2 separate regions of the Mus musculus genome follow, and region 1 is linked to region 2. Evidence: chromatin contacts called from public promoter capture Hi-C data. All regions are on one chromosome and are shown on one strand. The core of a region is the stretch at or near the end of the contact, and the rest is flanking DNA. Distances in the headings are between cores, read along the strand shown.

The links. Capture Hi-C pulls out chosen DNA fragments and counts their contacts.
Region 1: a contact with region 2 is called in a promoter capture Hi-C map of pancreatic islet. The contact joins the promoter of B430010I23Rik here to the promoter of Pdgfrl in region 2. A contact is called at or near these places in 1 of 39 promoter capture datasets (liver), 5 of 115 datasets of contacts at active chromatin or transcription factors (bone marrow-derived macrophages, embryonic stem cells and microglia) and 3 of 9 other capture datasets (adipose tissue, liver and pancreatic islet).

What each region holds. Positions count from the first base shown.
Region 1 is chr8:41,014,835-41,020,981 of GRCm38.p6, forward strand. It overlaps B430010I23Rik (RIKEN cDNA B430010I23 gene), which reads left to right and starts at 2,904. Exons shown (of 3, transcript NR_015457.2): 1 at 2,904-2,986; 2 at 4,624-4,787. It overlaps Mtus1 (mitochondrial tumor suppressor 1), which reads right to left. Exons shown (of 14, transcript NM_001005863.2): 7 at 554-620.
Region 2 is chr8:40,921,908-40,928,585 of GRCm38.p6, forward strand. It overlaps Pdgfrl (platelet-derived growth factor receptor-like), which reads left to right and starts at 4,326. Exons shown (of 6, transcript NM_026840.3): 1 at 4,326-4,518. The coding sequence starts at 4,464. Slc7a2 (solute carrier family 7 (cationic amino acid transporter, y+ system), member 2) reads left to right here. Exons shown (of 12, transcript NM_007514.3): 12 at 1-163.

The sequences.
Region 1 (6,147 bases), core at 1,654-4,153, 92 kb after region 2:
AGAGCATGGGTGGCCCTAACAAGCAGTATTCCTTTAATTGTAGACTCACTGTACACTCACAGGTACGCTGTACCACAGCGGGGATGTGTAACGTAATCACTTCTATCAGAGAATAGCTTTTTCTTAACACTCTTTAATATAAAAAGTCGTTCCAGAAAGAAAAAGAAAGAAACAGAGAGAGAGAGAGACAGAGAAAGAGAGACAGATAACAGACAGACAGACAGACAAACATAATTATTCAATGGGAATGCACACAATACAGAAACCATTCTGTCTCTGTCTACTCCATACGAAGCAATGCTTTATGCCTTGGTCATCAGAAAGTGAGTGTTAGCTCACTCAGAGCAGTGCCAGGAATTTTGTGAGCTTGAGGTCACACTGCCAAGATTCAAAAGCAGTGTCGATAGTAAGTGTCTGCACAGATACGAGAGAGGGAGAAAGACCAGCTGTCCGCTGTGTAACTCCAGCCACAGAGCAGGAGGTTAGAGCACATTGCTCAGGTTCAGTAAACTTTACCCAGGGCAGGGGCAGGGGCAGGAAAACAGGCTCTTACCTAGCTCTCCCCGGAGGCTGACAAGTTCTTGAGAGAGGGTTTTGTGTTGCTTCAGTGCTTCCTCCCGCTGCAGAAAACACACACCAAGTTACTAACGTTTTTTGTTTTGTTTTGTTTGTTTGTTTAAAGAGGGTTCCCTTTCAGTAAAGTACACACTTACCACTGCTGGGAAAATGAGACCCAGAGTTGAGAGGCCGAGATACGAATCACTAAGCTAACAGTTTGTGTTGTTAAAAACAAAGCAAAACCCAGATGTCCCTTTGCTGTGAAGGAATTTCATGTTTCAAAAAAGAAAATCTGTATTTTCCCAGGTCCTGTTGAAACTTTCCTTTGAGGAACAAGAGAGGCTATTTAAAAATATTTGCTTTGCGCCATGCACTTACTGGAGATCCATAGACCCTTGAAGCTAATGCATACTGTACTTAAGATGTAATGCACTCTCCCCTCCAAGGGCAATAAGGGCCTAATCAGTTCAAGATAAATATTTAATGTTCTAAACATAGGCATTTAGATAGACTTTGTCCCATGTCCGCAAATAAAAAAGTTTTGTTACAAGGCCAAGCCTATATTCTGAACAAGAGGAAAAAAAAGTTTGCTTTTAAGCTAGGACAAATAAAAAAATTAATCTCTTAAAGATGAAATCAAGTTGATTTCACCCAGCTACACAGCAGTTTCCAAGGACTCTTACATCATGAAGCAACTATAATTCTAAATAGGCTTGAGAGAAGTGAAGTGAAAGAAATCAGGAGGGTGTTTCAGGGTTTAAAGAATAACAAGTATCAGTCTTGCGGTAAGGAATAATTTTCACGTTACCTTCAGGTCTGTAGCAGGCACACATCCACACATACTTATACAAACACAATCATTAGACACAGTTCCTCAAGACGGAGAGTCCCTGGCGCCAGGGTGAAACTAGGAAGTGAGAGAATGTCCAGGCTTTCAGGAAGGGCACTTCCTGAGATGACCTTAGATGTGGGACTCCAGCCGGCATCTGGGTTGCAGTATGGCAGAGAGCACGAGACTGGTCTCTGCAGTCTAGACTTGCTTCTCACTCAAAGCACTTCCCCCTGGTTCCAGACAGGGTCTGCAGTACGTAGTCCCTGACACCCTTCTAGAAAAGCCCTGTAAACAAATACTAATTACCCTTGTTGCTGCACAGGGAGGAGAGAGGCACATTTTGCTGCTAGGGCAGCCCATTTTCCAGCTCCGGTCTCTCCAACTCCCCCACCCCCTGCACTGTCCAAGAAGCGCACAGGTGGCCACGCCTCCCACCCATCCGTCCGTCCGGGTCTGCCTACATTCAAAGCTCCACAGGGAGGAGCGCCATTGGCCCTGGTGGCCTCCCCGCCTGTCCCGCAGGTTACTGCCTCAGACTCCTCTCTCTCCTCTCTGAAGCTGATACTGCAGCTTCTGTCTCTGGCACAAGCAACGGATGATTACTTAAAGCCACAGCCCTTCATTTATGAGAAACGAGAGCCAGACATTATCCTGATCGATTGGCACTTACTTAATATCAGCGGGGGCAGAGGAAACAGAAACGGGACCCTCTCTGCGTGGATAATGGAGTTATTTTTAGATGTGTGAGCCTTTTTACTCCGCTCTCTAATTGAGGTCATTAGATTATCGCACTCACTAATAGAAAAAGGGGGTTTGCTCTTCAGAACCCATATACTAAAGGCATGATGAACCTCATGGTGAAGGGCACCCAGGGGGCCCTGCTGTGATTTAGAACTTTAAATAATATTACAATAGAGTATAGTTCATTGATAATACATGGGTATTGGGGATTACATATATTTGAAATCACCAGTCAGGAATTCCAAATTTCAAAAATAAACGATTGCTTTTGTAATGCAAAAACTAAAGTTTGAGAACAACAAAATAATAACCCACAGATACAATGTTTTTCTCTTTTCTCCCCTTCTTACGGGTCTCATACTTGCTTTCCTTTGCCCCAGTCTCCCAAGTTCTGGGATTACAGGCACGTGCCACTACAGCCTGACTATTCGAGTACTGTCACGTCAAGCCTTAATTTTATTCAAATGCTTTGGATAAATGGCAGAGTCTGTCAGTGGCGTGAGAGAAAAGCGGGGACAGCTCTATTAGACATGAAACTGTGACCACGCTTCAGAGTCCCCTTTCCCACAGCAGCCAAGTTGCAAACAAAAGGGGGTAAAAGGACAAGGAAATCTTACCACTTGCACAAGAAAACGGAAAGGAAGATGGCAAAAGCTGACGCTACTGATGCTTATCTCTAAAGGACTCTGGAAAGCCACACCTCCCTCCCTCCAGAAACACCCGAGGGAGGGGTGGTTAGCTTATTAGTGGACTTCAGGAGGCAACAGATTTCAGTGAGTGTTGACATCTGTCCTAACTCACTTCCCTAAACCACACTCAGCCTTCTCCAGCAAGATCCAGCGTGAGGACATCAAGGTCAGTTGTCACTGTGTCTCAATGGCCGGAAGTGGGGGTGGGGGAAAGCCAGCCCACTCTTCCTTCACAATGGCTTTTTGCCCTTGGTGTCACCTTTGCTTCTAGTCCTGGTTCTTTAGAGCCCAGTACGCAAGCATAGAAGGGGTTTCTTTATACCCTAGAGGGCTGTTATTCAATATTTTCTGTGTATAAACTCCCTTCTCTTTTGAGTATGTTACAAATGACACTGGGACTGAAGGTGGAGCTCAGGTAGCACCCATACATGAGGCGGAATTTCTTCCTCCAGCAAATACAGCATACATACATACGTGTAGCAAGCATGAGTGGGTGCTAGCCTGTGTGCTTGTGTGCGCTCCCATGGACTAGAATTGCCTAGCTCCTGTTTAGCATCCCGAGATCTTCCATCCAAGTCAAAAGCTATCCTTCCCAGAATCCATGCTACCCTCTTGGGATGACGGGCTTTCTTAACCTGACTCATTTTATACACTTTCTGGAAAGCCAACATCCCCTCCCCCCAAATGCCCAGAAGGGACATTTATCTTTCTGAATTATGAGTTATTACTCATATAGCTAAGCACATTTTATATCCTATACCATAATGATATGTAAGAAAATTAAGACATAGCTCCTGCCTTCAAGGAGCCTGGTACTTAGGAGGGCAATGTCCAGGACCAATTCTTTGGTCATCAATCAAAGCAGATGACATCATCTGAGGCGAAGCAGCGCAGGACTATGGGAAACCCGGGGCTTTAATATGATCTACTCAAAAATGCAGACCACAGAGCCCAGACTCCAACAGACATACTATTAGTTTCTGCATGACTGTCTGGGTTGCCTGCCCTTTAAATGTACTTCTTATTTACTCAAGATGATAAAATACATTCTGGCAGTTAGAGACCGATTTTTTTTTCCAGCTGCTTAGATTAGTGTCTCTGTCATAGATGATAAACCATTTATAATCCAGAGAAGAGGTTTATTTGATTATCTTTGTACTATAACATGCAACCCCACCCTCGCCCCACAGACATACACACACAGTGAGACTAGAGAGAAAGGTGGAAATCCACACGAAGATGCTTTCAAACTCATGCATTAAATATATGAAGCGCTTTAAGGAAAAAAAAAAAAAACTCAACAACAACGGGATTCTCCGTAATTTAATTAGGGTCTCTGGGATGCAAGCACTTAGTGGCTGGCTGTCGTCCCGCCAGTGTGCCTGACTTCTGCAGGCTACTGAATGGCATCAGCAACACAGGAACTATTACAGGAAAGAGCTGCAGAGAGTTCATACTTTTATCATTGTGGACACTTCCTTCCCACCCACTCCCTCATCCTGCCTGCTCCCACCCCCACCCCACCCCTTTAAATCTGAGATGTAGACTATTAGCATAATTTAAAACCCTTTGGGGGGGGGAGGTACTAGCCTAGGTTAGATTCTATATGCAAAAAAAAAAAAACCTATCTGGTCTTGTTTTACCTTACCAAGAAATATGCCTAGAGACCCTTTGATGAGGACTCTAGGGTTACTAACAGCAATGCTGGTTAATAGGATCCAAATGTTTCAACAGTGGGTACAAGAGATCTCTGTAAAGGGTTAAGGGGATTTTTAATTGCTCAACTTACCCTTTCCCTTTCAGCTGTTTCCTAACAGTGAGTGCCTTGTACACACTAGGCAACTAGCGAACATTCACTGATGGATTATAAAACAGAGAAGGGGTGGAGAACATCCAACATGGGGATTCTGTGTGCTCTTGTAAGATGTTTCTGCAGTTCCACCCTCGCCCTTCGCTCGTCCACTCAGGTACTGTCTGAATTGTCAACTTCAATTCTTGGGGTGGTTTTACAAGAAGGAACTGGAAGCAGACTCTGCTATCAATGAACTTTCATCGTAAGGAGCCAAAACAGAGGCTGGAGCAATGAGTCAGTGGTTAAGAGCACTGGCTTGCTCTTCCAGAGAACCCTGGGGTCAAGTTCAATTCTCAGCAACTAAGGACAGCTTACAACTGTCTGAAAGTCCAGTACCCTCTCTTCTGGCTTCTGTGGGCACCGCATGTAAGTGGTGCAAAGACATACACGTGACAAACACCTAAAATAATAAAATATGCTATTTCTTTTAAAAGCAGAAGCAAGCACAGAGTGAGGAGTTATCATATAGAAAGGAAGTATAAGATCCTGGAGTCCAGAGGGTGGGTAAAGATAGAGCTAGAAGCCCCCGGGGTCTCCTTAAGGAGGGGGCCCATGGGCTTGATATTCGTTAAGGTCACTGTTACACAGCCATTCTGCTGTGGATTGGAAAGAAACACTCGGGCACTGAAAGCTTGACACCCCAGCATGCTGGTCCTGTTGAGAGACATGGATCATGAGTACGCTAACTTCATCAGTGGATTAGTTTTCTCAAGGTGTCAGAGCTGAATGGGCTGTTAGGAGGTAGAACATGATTGGAAGTGGGGTTTTAAAGGGTACAGTTTGTGTCTGGCCTCTTCCTTTCTCTTTTTCTTTCTCTCTTTGTCTGTCTGTCTCTCTGTCTCTCTGTGTCTCTTTCGGTTTCTCTCTGTTTTATTATCTTGCTGTTTCTCTCTCTCTCTCTCTCTCTCTCTCTCTCTCTCTCTCTCTCACTCTCTCTTGCTCTTGCTCTCTTTCTCTTGTCTATGATGGCGTGAGTCACTATCTCCATCACTTGCTTCCTGTCAGGATGTTCTGCCTCACCCAAAAGCAATGGACCCCAAAAAAAAAAAAAAAAAAACATGGATCTTTACAAAAAGGCTCTTGAAACTCCTTAAGGGTATATTGTATATTGTGTATCATTCAGTATACCAAACCCAGGGCCACTTTAATTCAGGGCTACATCTATTTGTTCCTCCACAGAGCCCCTGATGAACTACATGGATTGGGTTTAGGAACCACTTCTTCTGGGCCCAAAAGTCTCTCTCTCTTTTTTTGGGGGGGGGTGGGGGGTTGAGACAGGGTTTTTCTGTGTAGCCCTGGCTGCCTGGAACTCACTCTGTAGACCAGGCTGGCCTCGAACTCAGAAATCCACCTGCCTCTGCCTCTCAAGTGCTGGGATTAAAGGCCACACCCAGCTAAAAAGTCTCTTATTAACACTACATGTATCTATTCTGTAGGATACTCTTTCTAAAAGAGGTCCTTTGAGAGACTAAGAG
Region 2 (6,678 bases), core at 3,076-5,575:
TAGTGTCGTTTTAAGTGGCAATTGGTGTTCCTTTTTACATGCAAAGTTGGACTCTTTTTCTTTTTTTTAGACTTTGTAAATAAAAACTTTTGCTGCTTTAACTGTTGTAATATATGCTTTATAATGTAACCACGTGTTTTTAAATAAACCTTATTATGACTTACGATGGTTTAGTATGTATATGTATCACACAAAACAAAGGCACGCTTCATACTTACTTAAATTAGGGGAGATTTTGTTTGTCTTTTTCTTCTGAATCTAAGGGCTTTTCAAAACTCAGATAGCTAGGCGTGGTGGCACACACCTTTAATCCCAGCACTCAGGAGGCAAGAGGCAGGCGGATTTCTGAGTTCGAGGCTAGCCTGGTCTACAAAGTGAGTTCCAGGACAGACAGACAGGGCTATACTGAGAAACCCTGTCTCGAAAAACCAAAAAAAAAAACAAAAAACTCAGAACCACAATGCAGTTATTATAATATATAATATAATAACCTTGTTATTATTTTATTATGCTCGGAGGGCCAACACTGTGGCTACCAAGTCTTATGAGTTAGAAGAGAAATATACACAAAACTTTAGTCCTGATACATAACGAAAATAATCAGCTGTTTTTGAAGTATGCCACCGCAAGATCCCACAACTCAGATTCTCATTTCAACTGCTATCACACGGACTAGTCACTTTGGCATTGATCTTCAGAAAGTTCCTCTGTCTGTCTGATCACTAGAAAATACTTGATAAGCAGATATGGAGATGGTTTGGTGGTGGGTAAGAGCACTTCTGTGAAGAGAAGCACCCAAGAAGTAGTTTCCAGCACTCATGTTAAAGCTAGACATGGCCAGATGTGCCTAGAATCCCAGAACTGGAGGTAATGTTCTGGGTGAGGCAGGCAGATCTTAGGAAGTCCCTAATCTATCCTAAATGGTAATCCTGGGTTCCATGAGAGACTATCTCAAAAATAAGGTGAGAAGATAGAAAAGAGCACTCGCATGTTCATCTGCCTTCCAAATGCATGTGCACAGGAGTGTGCCCTTCTATAGCACACATGCACATGCACACAATGTATGTGATAGGAAGAGAGAGTCATTTTGGCCCATGATTTCTAAGGTTTCAATCCATGGTCACTTGGTTCCGTTTCTGGGTCTGCACATCATGGAAGAAAGGTGTGGTAGAGGAAAAGCTGCTACAGGCAGCCTGGAAGCTAAGAGACAGAGCAAGGGGCAGAAACAAGCAAAGACATCCACAATGACCCACTTCCTTAACCAGGCTCCACCTCCTAAGAGCCTGTTCAGCTATGGACTTCTCAATAGATTAACCCCGTTGCTAAAGTCAGTACCCTGGTGATCCAGTCAGTCTCAATAGTACCAATACTTAGAGACGAAACCTTGAGTGCATTAGCATTTGGGGCCATGTAAATATCCAAGAGTAACAGCTTACGATAATTGGTGGTTAGTATGGAAATGAAAAATTTATTAACTTTTTCAGCCTAGTAGATAAACATTTCCCAATAATAAGTCTACCTATTAAAGGGAAGGAAAAGGTCAAAGAGTTTCTTAACATGATCCTAAGACATCTAAAGTATAGGTCTCTTGGGACACCTTGTTTAATTGTGAAGTTCTTTTGTGTAGCTCGCTAGTTCCTACTGAGTCTCCCCCAGGGAGGAGAACAATTGGTTATCAAATAGCCCTGAAAATATACAAGTGACATTATAAAGGCTGAACAAGACACACACACACACACACACTTGTATGTAACAATAATTATTAAATAGGTATCAAGTCTCTTCAGTAAGGCTTTGTTTTGTTTGTGATGGTCCACTATGTTGCCAAGGGTAGCCTTGGACTTGGGCCCAAGAGACCCTATTATTTTCCGCCTCCTGAATAGTTAGTCTGTAGGTGTGTGCCCTTCTGTGTCTAAGGCCTCAAAGTCTGCATTGCTGAGGGATTATGCTACATCTCCATATTTCACAAAGTAACTTAAAGATTTCTCCAAAACACACAAAAATAATCCCATCGGCCCATGTCGTAGTTAGGGTTTTACTGCTGTGAACAGACACCATGACCAAGGGAACTCTTATAAGAACAACATTCAGTTGTGACTGGCTTACAGGTTCAGACGTTCAGTCCATTATCATTAAGGTGGGAACATGGCAACATCCAAGCAGGCATGGAGAGGCAGGTGCTGAGAGATCTACATCTTCATCTGAAGGCTGCTAGTGGAAGACTGACTTCCAGGCAGCTAGGATGAGGGTCTTAAGCCCATGCCCACAGTGACACACCTACTCCAACAAGACCACACCTCCTAAGTGTGCCACTCCCTGGGCCAAGCAAATACAAACCCATTACCTCCATTTGTCTTTTAATGTAGGTCAAAGTAGAGAAGTATTCAAAAACACTGTCCTGCCATTCGAAGCTTTCTAGTAGTAGCTTATAGACACTATGTCAAAACTTTCAGATTTCTTTTCGATGCACTTAAGACAGGAGCAGCCAACTGGAAGACAAAGGCCATCCAGGCAAACTCAAGGCTACCTGTTGTTCCAAATCAAAGAGAAACTGTCATGGTTCGGGGTTCTATTATTCTCTAATCAGTGATTCTCCAAGATGCCAGAGTCTTCCCCAAACTGCTCATGTGTAAGCACCAAGAGTTTCACAGCCCAAGAAAAGTCAGGCTTGCACGACAAATGTTTCTGAAGTGGCTTACATTGACATGAGGGTATGTATATAAACAACTCGTAAGAGGCACTCTTTGGATACACAGGAAAACATGAATCACTGAAACTCTGCAGCAGAGGTAGGAGAGGCAGCGGCAGGCAATCTTAGACCAGAAGTTCCTGCTTTTTAGTTCCCCTGTCATTGGATGGCTTTTGCTGCAAGTATGCAGCCGATAATGGTACGTCTTTATCACCTGATGCTTCCTGGCATTGAAAAGGTCATTTCTTTTTGCCTCATGGAAATTATGTAGCTGGGGTCCTTGTCTTACCCTATGTTACCTTTGATGACTGACTTGGGGAATAGCAAAGATTTTGACATTGCTTCTAAGAACCCCTCAGAGTACGCTGGCAGAAATATGCGCCCAATGGAGTAGAAGCGGCATTAGCAGTAGTTATTTTAAGTAGACATCTTAGTGTTTTCTATGACTAAGATTCTCATTGCTCCTGTTTTGACAAGCACGGGGGCACCCACCTTTAGTTCCAGTACTTGCAGGGTGCAGAGGCAGGTGGATCTCTGTGAGTTAGAGGCCTCTCTATGGTGTGTTCAAGGACAGCAAGGGCAAAGTAGAGAGACCTCAAACAAATAAGAAATGTCTGACTTTAAAAAAATAATAATTTTGTAATCCGTCTTGATTCTATTTAGATGGAAGATTATTTTGAGAAGTTAAATGTCTTTATTTAGGGAACAAGCAAGGAATGCCCAATATTTAGTTTTTTTTTTAAGTTTATTTTTCTAAGCAAATTCTTAATAGTGTGCACTAGTTTGAAGGGATTTTTTTTTAACTAAGTAAGACCAAAAGGAGCAATGAGAATCTTAGTCATAGAAAACACTAAGATGTATAATTAAAATACTATTTAGAAAACAATCCATGGGCAAAAAAATAAAAACCATATAAGAGAAGGACTAACATTTCACTCTGACTTTTGATGGCCCAGGACTGCTAATAATGCTCTTCTCCTCCATTGGGCGCATATTTCCTCCCAGCGTACTCGGAGGGGTTCTTAAAAGGCCTTTCTAGACTTAGGTCCACACTGACAGCCCGCTCTACCGCAACCGGAAGTCCAGTTCTTTCCCCATACTGTTCCCGCTATCTGCTTATCCTCCCGTCTCCTCTCTTCTCTCTGGTTCTCCATTTGTTAAGCTCATACAAGCAGTTGCTGTGAGCCCCTCTGACTGCAGACAGGCAGCCCCGTCCCTCCCCACTATGACAGCTCCTTCACCTGCATAAGATGCGCAGGTTCATCAGGTCCAGGACTAGATGCGCTCTTACCCTGTCTCTGACCAGGCCTAAAAGGAGCAGCCACAACCAACAATATTTTTTAATGCGATAGCAAACCCATTTTTTTTTTTTTTTTTTTTTTTAGTGCAAGTAAGAGAACACCTGGGGACCAAGAGAAACTTAAGACGCACTTTTTTGCTAAGAAGCAAGACCCTACCAGAGAAGGTGGACTGATTCCTGATTCCATCATCTAGGTCACCTTAGGCCTTCCTAGTCATTTGTCTTCCCAGTGCTTGGTAATAGCTCTATCCGTCACCACTCCACCAGGGGGCAGAAGAGATCACATTACACAGGGGAAAAAAATTTTTTTTAATCTTCTTTTTTTTCCCCCAAATTGTGTTTCCCCCAGTGAAACCGAATCCTCCAGCTGTGGTGTCCCAGGCGCCGCCTCCCCTCTGCGCCCCTGCCCTGCCCTGGACAGCCTGTCGCGCCGTCTGCAGTCCTGAACTATTCTGCAGGTCACCAGCCCTGAAGATGAAGTTTTGGCTGCTGCTCGGACTTCTGTTGCTACACGAAGCGCTGGAAGATGGTGAGTGACTCTGGCTTCTGACCGCCTTCGCCCAGTCCGAGATTCTCTCAGCAACTCCTCTAACTTTTGGCCATAGGGATCGTCCCCAGCGCTGGTCACCTTCCGGTGTACCTGGCTCGTCCTAGAAGGGTCCCCTTTCTTCTTTTCCTTTCCCCCATCGCCCTGAAGAACTCCTGTGAAGGCGGCGGTTGCACTGACCGAAAGAGCCTATCAGGACTTCTCTAGCCTTATCAGAAAGCCACAGGCGATCGAACCGATCTACCCCATCTTCCCCAGACGGAGCCTGGTCCAGCCCCCTGTGTCAACGTGTCGGTCTGATGGCGCGCCCGCAGTGGCTCGCTTCCACCTTTATACGACCGATCCTCGCCCTGGACTATTGTAGCCGGTGCCACCTAAGCAAAGAGATTCTTGTGGAAAATTCCCTGTGTGTCTTCCTTCCCCATTACAGTCTTGTTTTGTTTGCTTGTTGTTGTTGTTGTCGTTGCTGTTGTTGTATACCAATCTGAACTAAAATCCTGCTAGATTTGCCTAGGTCTTTTAACAACAACAACAACAAAATGCTGCACTAAACCAATTTAAAAAAAAAAAAAAAAAAACTAGACCGCAGTTATATTTTCCGTATAAATAAGAGGATGGATGGAAACAAAGCCTACTTTTTTTTTTTGTAGCACATAGGAGGGCCTTGCATCATTTAATTTTTTAAATTGCATTTAGTGTGTGTGTGTGTGTGTGTGTGTGTGTGTGTGTGTGTGTGTGTGTGTGTGTGTGTGTGTGTGTTTGGGAGTGTGTATGCTACAGCAGACTTATGAAAATCAAAAGGCACCGTGCAGGGGTGAGCTTCCTCCTTGCGCTATGGTAATGAAAAGGAGCCACTTCACCAACCACTACATCACTTTAAAAAATGTTTATTTGAGATGTGTACCTGCCCTAGGTCCATCCTGTATTGTAGACAGATAACCGTAGGATTAGGCTTTATTACGTGTGTGTGTGTGTTTGTGTGTGTGGTTTTTATACACTATACATTTTTTTAAGTACATATCACTGCTAATTATTTTAATTTAATTAATTATTTTATTTCCTGCATCATTTATTTAATCGTTGCTGTTTGCATAGTACATCTGGCGACCGATCTCAAGGCTTCCTTAAAATTCCTCAGTTACTGCCACAAATGTGCTCCTTAGATTTGGTTGAAAAGTGTCTTGCTGTTATGCAATCCCATGCTGGAGCCGGCTCAACCTGGCTTGGGACTGATCCACTCATCAATCCCGACCCTTCCATCCGGGTTTCCATTCTCTAAAGCTACAGTCCTCTGCCTCGAGTATGCAGACGTTCAAGGTGGTGGTGGCTCATGACACTGTGCACGAGGCTCCTTAAGGACAGACTCTGACTGAGTAAATAAAAAAGTGTAAGCAGAGCCTCTGGGGGAGGGGAACAGCAGTTCCCCTTTGCCCTGAGCTCAGTCTGCACAACACGGTATTAAATCGTTCCTGGCAGGTCCTTGTCTCTGACTGCTAAAATGGTGGGGATGCAGTATTTGGAGTCATTTTTGAATAGAGCAGAAGACGGCCAGACAAAACAACTTCAAACAGTCCATTGGAGTTGGAGTTGGAGGGACTCAAGTTGGAGCCGGTTGGAAAGGCTTGAGATTGACTTCAGCCAACATAGGTCGGAGTTTGTGAAGTACGGCAGACATCTGTCTAAATGAATTAGCATCTATTTAAATAAACTTCTACTCCTACAAGCAATAAGTATTTATGAGACAAAGAGGAATATGGGTCAAATATTTAATAATTAATAATAGGTAAATGTGGGTCTTGCCCTTATACTTACAGACACATATGATATGATATGTGTGTGCATATATATATTTATATGATACATATATGTAATATAATATGCCATTGACAAAATGTTAAACATACTGAAAATTAAACTGACTCCATTAAGTTATTTAACTGTTTTCCTAACCCTTTCAAGAATTTTTGTCATTAGTTTTGAATCCTGATGTAGTGACAGGAAGAGCGCAGGGACAGCCAAAGAGAGCAACTATTCATGCCGTCCTTCCAGTGCTGAGATCTGATTGGCAGGTCAGGTTGCATCCCTCAGCCCCAACTACAGGCACAAGCTGTGACTGTAACTGTCCCTGAGCCTGTCCACTTT